Regions from separate parts of the Triticum aestivum genome. Here region 1 is linked to region 2. The links are chromatin contacts, called in public Hi-C maps. All regions are on one chromosome and are shown on one strand. Each heading gives the region's core, a stretch centred on a gene start, on an enhancer-like site or on the middle of the called end of the contact. The rest is flanking DNA. Distances are from core to core; before and after follow the strand shown.

Region 1 (2,854 bases), core at 201-2,700, 460 kb before region 2:
TCGTATACGAGCGGCCCCCCACCGCGGCTTCGACTTCACGGCACCGGGCAGTCGAGGCATTCCCATGGACACGCCGGAGAAGAAGAGCCGACTACCACGACCAAAGCCGCGCCTCCGACGTTGCTCACCACCGTTGTCGTTGCCACAGAAGCCACCGTGCACGTCCAGTCATAGGAAGCACCAAAGGGATCAAATTCTTCAAGACGGCGCCCTAAAGAGGGGAACGGCGTTGAAGACGACGACACCGCCCGACCTTGTAGCAGGATCTGGGCTTTCACCCGAAGGACTTGATCCGGGAGTAGAGGCTGTGAAGATTCCCGACAACGCCTCCAAGGAGGATAGCGACGCCCACAGGCGCCGTCGCCGACGGCCGGTCAGCACCGGCCAGGCTTTCACCCGGTGCAGCCACTCCCACGCAGCAGGCCGAGGTCGACCCGTACCTCCATTGGACCGCGCACCCCCCACACAACGAGCACGCCACTGCTGTGTAGGGCCACCCGCAAACCTCCTCGACGACGGGCCTGCAGAGACCAGATCGGGTCCTGCACCCCGCATCCAACCGCGGCAGAGCCACCCAGCTCCAACAAGCGGCAACGGGGCACCACCACCAGCCGGCAGTGCCCCTCCCGGGCCGCCAGCCACGGACCTCCGACCAGCAGCCGTCTCCTTCCGGCCCCCTGTACTTCAGAGCAGCAGAACGGGGCAGAGAAAACTACCCATCTTGCGCTGCCAAGGCCGGATCCGTGGCGTCCAGGCTTGCCCGCAGGGCCGCCGAGCGAAGACCACCGGCTGCCGCCCGCCAGATCTGCACCGGCGACCAACACGGCGCACCCACCGCACTCCGCGCCCAGCCGCGCCCAGCCCGCGCCTCCACCCTGCTCGCAGGCCAGCACCACCGCTGCCTTGACCTCACGCCGCCGCGACGCCTCTGCCGACGGCCCGCCTCCTCACCAGATTCGGGCGCGAGGGCCCCGGATCCTCCGCCTCGCAGGCAGCCGCCGGACCACCTCCGCGAGGGAGGCGCACGCCAACCCCGCGCGCGACCTGGGGCCGCTGCCCCAGCCTTCCAGCGCCAGCCAACGCCATCCCGAGCGCCAACGTGCCCGAGCTCCCTCCAGGAGCGGCCGGCCCGCGCCGTACCATCTCCAGCGGAAAGGAAAAAAAAGGGCCCCGCCGCCGCCGAACCGCGGGCTTTGCCCGGCGACTCCTGCCGGCGGCGGCGAGGAGCGGGGGCGCGGTGGTTGTGGCTTGCGGCGGCGGCTAGGTTTCGCTCCTGGCCGCCCGCGGGAGCGACCGAGGAGCGACCCGTCGGGGGCCGGCCTTACGTTGTGTTTTTCATTTCCTCTTTCTTGATGATGGCTTTCTCTCTCTAAACATTTATGCGGCTTAGTGTTTGGTAATGCTATTTTCTGTACTGAATAGTGTTTGTGAATATTTGCCTAGTGGAGTAAAGTATTTGCTTGTCGGTGATAAGGCTAGAAGAGAGGTAGAGCGAGGAATTTCTTTTTTCTTTGAAAGGAGAGCGAGGATATTTTTGTCTGCGAGGAGAGATGGAGCAAGGATCTAGGATTAGTGAGAACTGGGTCAGATAGGATGGGAAACTCGGTGGGATTCCGAAGCTAGCCACACGGTGAGAGGACGCTGCGCTGCGCTGCCGGAGCCGGCGCCGGGGACGAGGTAGTTTGCCATGGTGGCTCTCGCTGGTCCGGAGCCACGCCTGGTAGTTTTCCATGGTGGCTTATGTGGGTGGTGCAAAGAGGATGATCTCGTCAGAGCGGGTGCGGGAGATGTTGGAGGGCAAGCTGGGGATCCCACTAGAGTTCATCTCGGTCCACCGCCATTGCCCGGGGGACTTTCTGTTCGTGTTTGCCTCGGCGGAGCTCAGGAACAGAGTCTCGGCGTGCCCATCGGTGGAGTTACAAGGTGACAGGCTCATTTTCAGGCCATGGAATAGGCAGTCGCAGGCAGTGGCGGCGCCAGGATGTGGCCACGCCCCAGGCAGGCAGTGTACACTGACGCACTGTATCTACAGTGCTATGTACAATACATGAAGGGAGCTGCTCTCACGCCCCAGGCAGCGGCCCGGGCTACCTGGGGCCTGTCTCCACCACTGGTCGCAGGCGGTGCATTCGGTGGCTGGGTTCAAAGTTTGGCTGGAGCTGGAGGGGATCCCTCCCCATGCCTGGGATCGGTCAGTTGTGGAGGACTTGCTGGGCTCGTCGTGCAAGCTCGACGCCGTCGCTCCGGAGACCTTCTCTCGGGCTGACCTGGCTTCGTTCAAGACCACTGCTTGGACGGCGAACCCGCAGAGCATCCCTACCCTGCGCTGGCTCGCCGTGCCGGAGCCGGGGAGGAGCGACCGCCGGCGTTCCTCCAGTACAAAGTGCTCATTCACTTGGATGCAGTGATGGATCTCCGAGAGGCCGGTGAGCCGTGGTTCTTTGACGGTTCGTCATACAGTGGTCAGAGTGGCATCCCTGAGCAGGATGGAGACATGGGAGGGCCGGGCCCTAGGCCGCGCTGGGTGCCATGGCAGTTTGGGGTCCGCGACTCACGTGGTGGCAGCTGCGCCGCCGGCGGCAGTGGTGGCGGCCGTGCTCATGGCGCAGTTGTTGGCCGGGCTGGTTCCCCTGCTTCGGATTGGCGCCTCCCTCTGATGGGTGCGACGTGCGAGGCCGGACTGGGGCCCACAAGGGTGATGGCAGCAAACATGATAACGCGTAGGCAGTCGGCTTTTGACCGGCTGACTACGGCTGCGGGACCTGGGGAACGTTCGACCGAAAATTCAAACGAGACAGGCGGGAGAGGCGCTACGAGAGCAGAGCCAGCGCCGAAGGCAGTTACGCCAAAGGAG
Region 2 (2,986 bases), core at 354-2,853:
AACTCTGGTCGTGTCCATGTGTACATGAACCTATAGGGTCGCACACTTAAGGGGCCGCAACCCATTCGGATTGGATCCAAGTGGAAAATGGATGTAGACTCTTAGTGGGCTCAAGTGTTGATCCCACCTCAGAGGTCTATATAAAAAGGAGTGGGCGCACCACTTAGGGTTGATCTTTTTCCACCTGTGACAGCCGCCGCCACAACTCCCAACGCCCATGCCGTGCGACCAGACCTAGCAGTTCCCAGCCCGACGTTGCACCCCGCATATGTGGATATCTTGAAGGCATCGCACCTGTGGTGCTTGGACGAACCGTTCGCGAGTCTTTGCTGTTCGCGGGAGATCGGCGACGCGAGGTGGTGATGACCCGGGAGATCGACTACACGCATCCAACTCTACTTCTACCGTGGTGACTGCGCGTTTAGTGGTAAACCCGATCCCGTGATCTATTTCCACCAGCATTATCTTGGGTGCGCGATAGAAATTTTATTTAGCGCTAGCGTATCGTACCACGTGTTCCTTCAGACTATGCCATCCCTTGTTTGTTTACTGTATCGTCTGTTTCTTTTCGGTTTGGTTCTTCTCATTAGAGTTTTGGTATTGATATGAAGTGTAAAGATTCGTTCGACTACGCTTCATTGATTCGATCTTCTTCAAAGCGGGATAACAGGCAAGGATGATCCTTACCTTGGATACAATTATTAGCTTTACTTGCTAGATGTCTTGATGCTATCATTGGTCTCGTTACCTGCCACATGTTTGCACCCTGCATATTGCCATGATACAACAATTAACTTTCACATCCTAGCAAACATTTGTTTGACTATATTACCGTTTGCTCAGCCCTCTTATAGCGTTGCTAGTTGCAAGTACGTTTTTTTTTCATGCGTTAACATGGATATCATGGATATCTTTGGGATGTCATTATTATCATGCTTAATTCTTAAACTTGGTCAATGGGTTTGACCTCACAGCAACACTGTCTAATGACATTTACTTTGAAAAGACTCTTTGGCGATCGCTCGTTGCACCCGCGAAGGGCTCCGTGCGTCCCAAATCTGTTTTCGATCGTGATCTGTCCCTTTCCAAATCAACAAGGATGGCCCCACCTGCTCCTTTTGACCATGTAATCAGCCCACTCGTGATGTACATCTAATCCCCTCCCCTCTCCCAATTTTCAGGTGTGGGGGTGATAAGGACCAACCAAACTTTCCTACTAATCTTGTAGAAAATCTTAATGAAATTGTGCCGCAATTTCTAACTACTCAAAGGCTTCCTGTCAAAAAGCGAGCGTTCCACCACGCGCGGATTAGCCTCGCCCCATTTATTTTGAGCAAATATCTACCAAAATGATGGCATTTTTTAGGTTTCTAATGTTATTTTTGAGCAAACATCTCACGGAACGATGACATTTTTAAGAATTTGTAATTTTTAATGGCAAAACTTAGTATTACACAACTAGTGGTATAAATAGTGAAAACCCTTTTATTGGGTCTTTTTTAAGGGTCCTTTTTTAGTCCAAAATCGGGCGAGCGGCTGTAAGGAAGAAAATCGCGAGCAAGAAATCCCAATCCAACGGCTTCCAGCCCTTCACGCTGTCATTGGGTCCATCCAATGGTAGCGCCTTCCTAGTGCGTTCTTTTTCTGGATACCTTAAATTCCACGCCCTCCTCCTGGCCTCCTCCAGTTGCCCGGCGAATCTAACATTCATCCTGCTCCTGCCACCGCCGGCGGGTCGGCTAGCCTCGGGTTCCTCCCACCCCAAACCGCACGAGGCTGCTGCCGCCATCTGTCGTCCATGTCGCAGCCGCTCAATTCTTCCCGGGATGCCTCCAATCCCCGTAAGCCCCTTTTCTTGATTTCACCATCCGTACCTTCTCTTGGGCGACAACTACCATACTTCAAATTTGATCTCAAGAATCTGCATAGCCATCTTAGACTAGTAGATGGTTTCTTGTGCTACTATGAAGTGCTCAGATGGCCGCATAAACCTAAGGATTTTGGAGTTATTTGCAAATCCGAATAGTGTTAGTAGTCTAAGTCAAAGGATGGCTTCATCTGAGTTGAAGTTACTCCTATACTCTTGTCACAGAAGAGAAGATACGTAAAGCTAATTTTGAGTCCAAACTGTTGACACCGTGTGGTTTTATGAAACAGCTGCTACACACAGGGTATTGATAACGAACAAGCATGGAGAGAAACTTGTGGGCCTGCTGCATCCCACGGGTTCGAACAGGATTGTAGTCTTGTGCCATGGCTTTACGGCCTCCAAGGTACATAACTATTTCGTGACCACAAGAAATTCGCCTTGTCCACTTCAAGATTAGGGCCACTAAGTTTCATTTTGCTTATGTGAGATGCAGCGAATTGAACCGTCGGAGTAGTAGTTTCTACTACCCTTCTACTGACGTTTAACACTTATCTTCAGAGTTCTGGCGTTATTGTTGATCTGGCAGATGCAATAATAAAACAAGGGATTAGTGTCTTTCGCTTTGACTTCAGTGGAAACGGGTAAGTTACTCATAGAATCATGGATATGCTGTTGCTTGTACGTTCACTAAAGTTGTTATGCTAAATGCTACTCTAGCCTTTTCTGAAGGTAGTCTTTATAACTGAATGAGCTCAGGTTCATGTATGACGTATACTATCATTTTGGTCCTCTGATTTTATTTTATCTGTTAGACCTGCACCTTTTTCATGGACAAAAAATATGGATAACATAATCTGGCAGATATCCTTTTCCATTTAAATTTCACGAATTGCATTTTTGTTGTTTTAATATATATTTGTTGGTACACAATTTTTTCAATAATTGAAATAGGCATATGCATGGTTCCTAACCTCATCCATGTTGTGACTTTGATCATATTGCTTTTCAGAGAGAGCGAAGGTGTATTCCAATATGGCAACTACAGGAAAGAGGCTGAAGACTTGCATTCTATTGTCTCATATCTGTATCAGGAGAAGTATGATGTAGCAGCTGTTG

What was found. Hi-C and Micro-C count contacts between places; a contact is called where the count stands out from the background.
Region 1: a Hi-C map of leaf shows a contact between it and region 2, with 4 times the contacts expected there. The contact joins the promoter of LOC123078451 here to the promoter of LOC123078450 in region 2. A contact is called at or near these places in 2 of 5 Hi-C or Micro-C datasets (both in leaf).

What each region holds. Positions count from the first base shown.
Region 1 is chr3D:284,341,889-284,344,742 of IWGSC CS RefSeq v2.1, reverse strand. It overlaps LOC123078451 (beta-galactosidase 2), which reads right to left and starts at 1,450. Exons shown (of 19, transcript XM_044500964.1): 1 at 1-1,450.
Region 2 is chr3D:283,882,992-283,885,977 of IWGSC CS RefSeq v2.1, reverse strand. It overlaps LOC123078450, which reads left to right and starts at 1,603. Exons shown (of 7, transcript XM_044500962.1): 1 at 1,603-1,841; 2 at 2,158-2,273; 3 at 2,429-2,511; 4 at 2,880-2,986. The coding sequence starts at 1,799.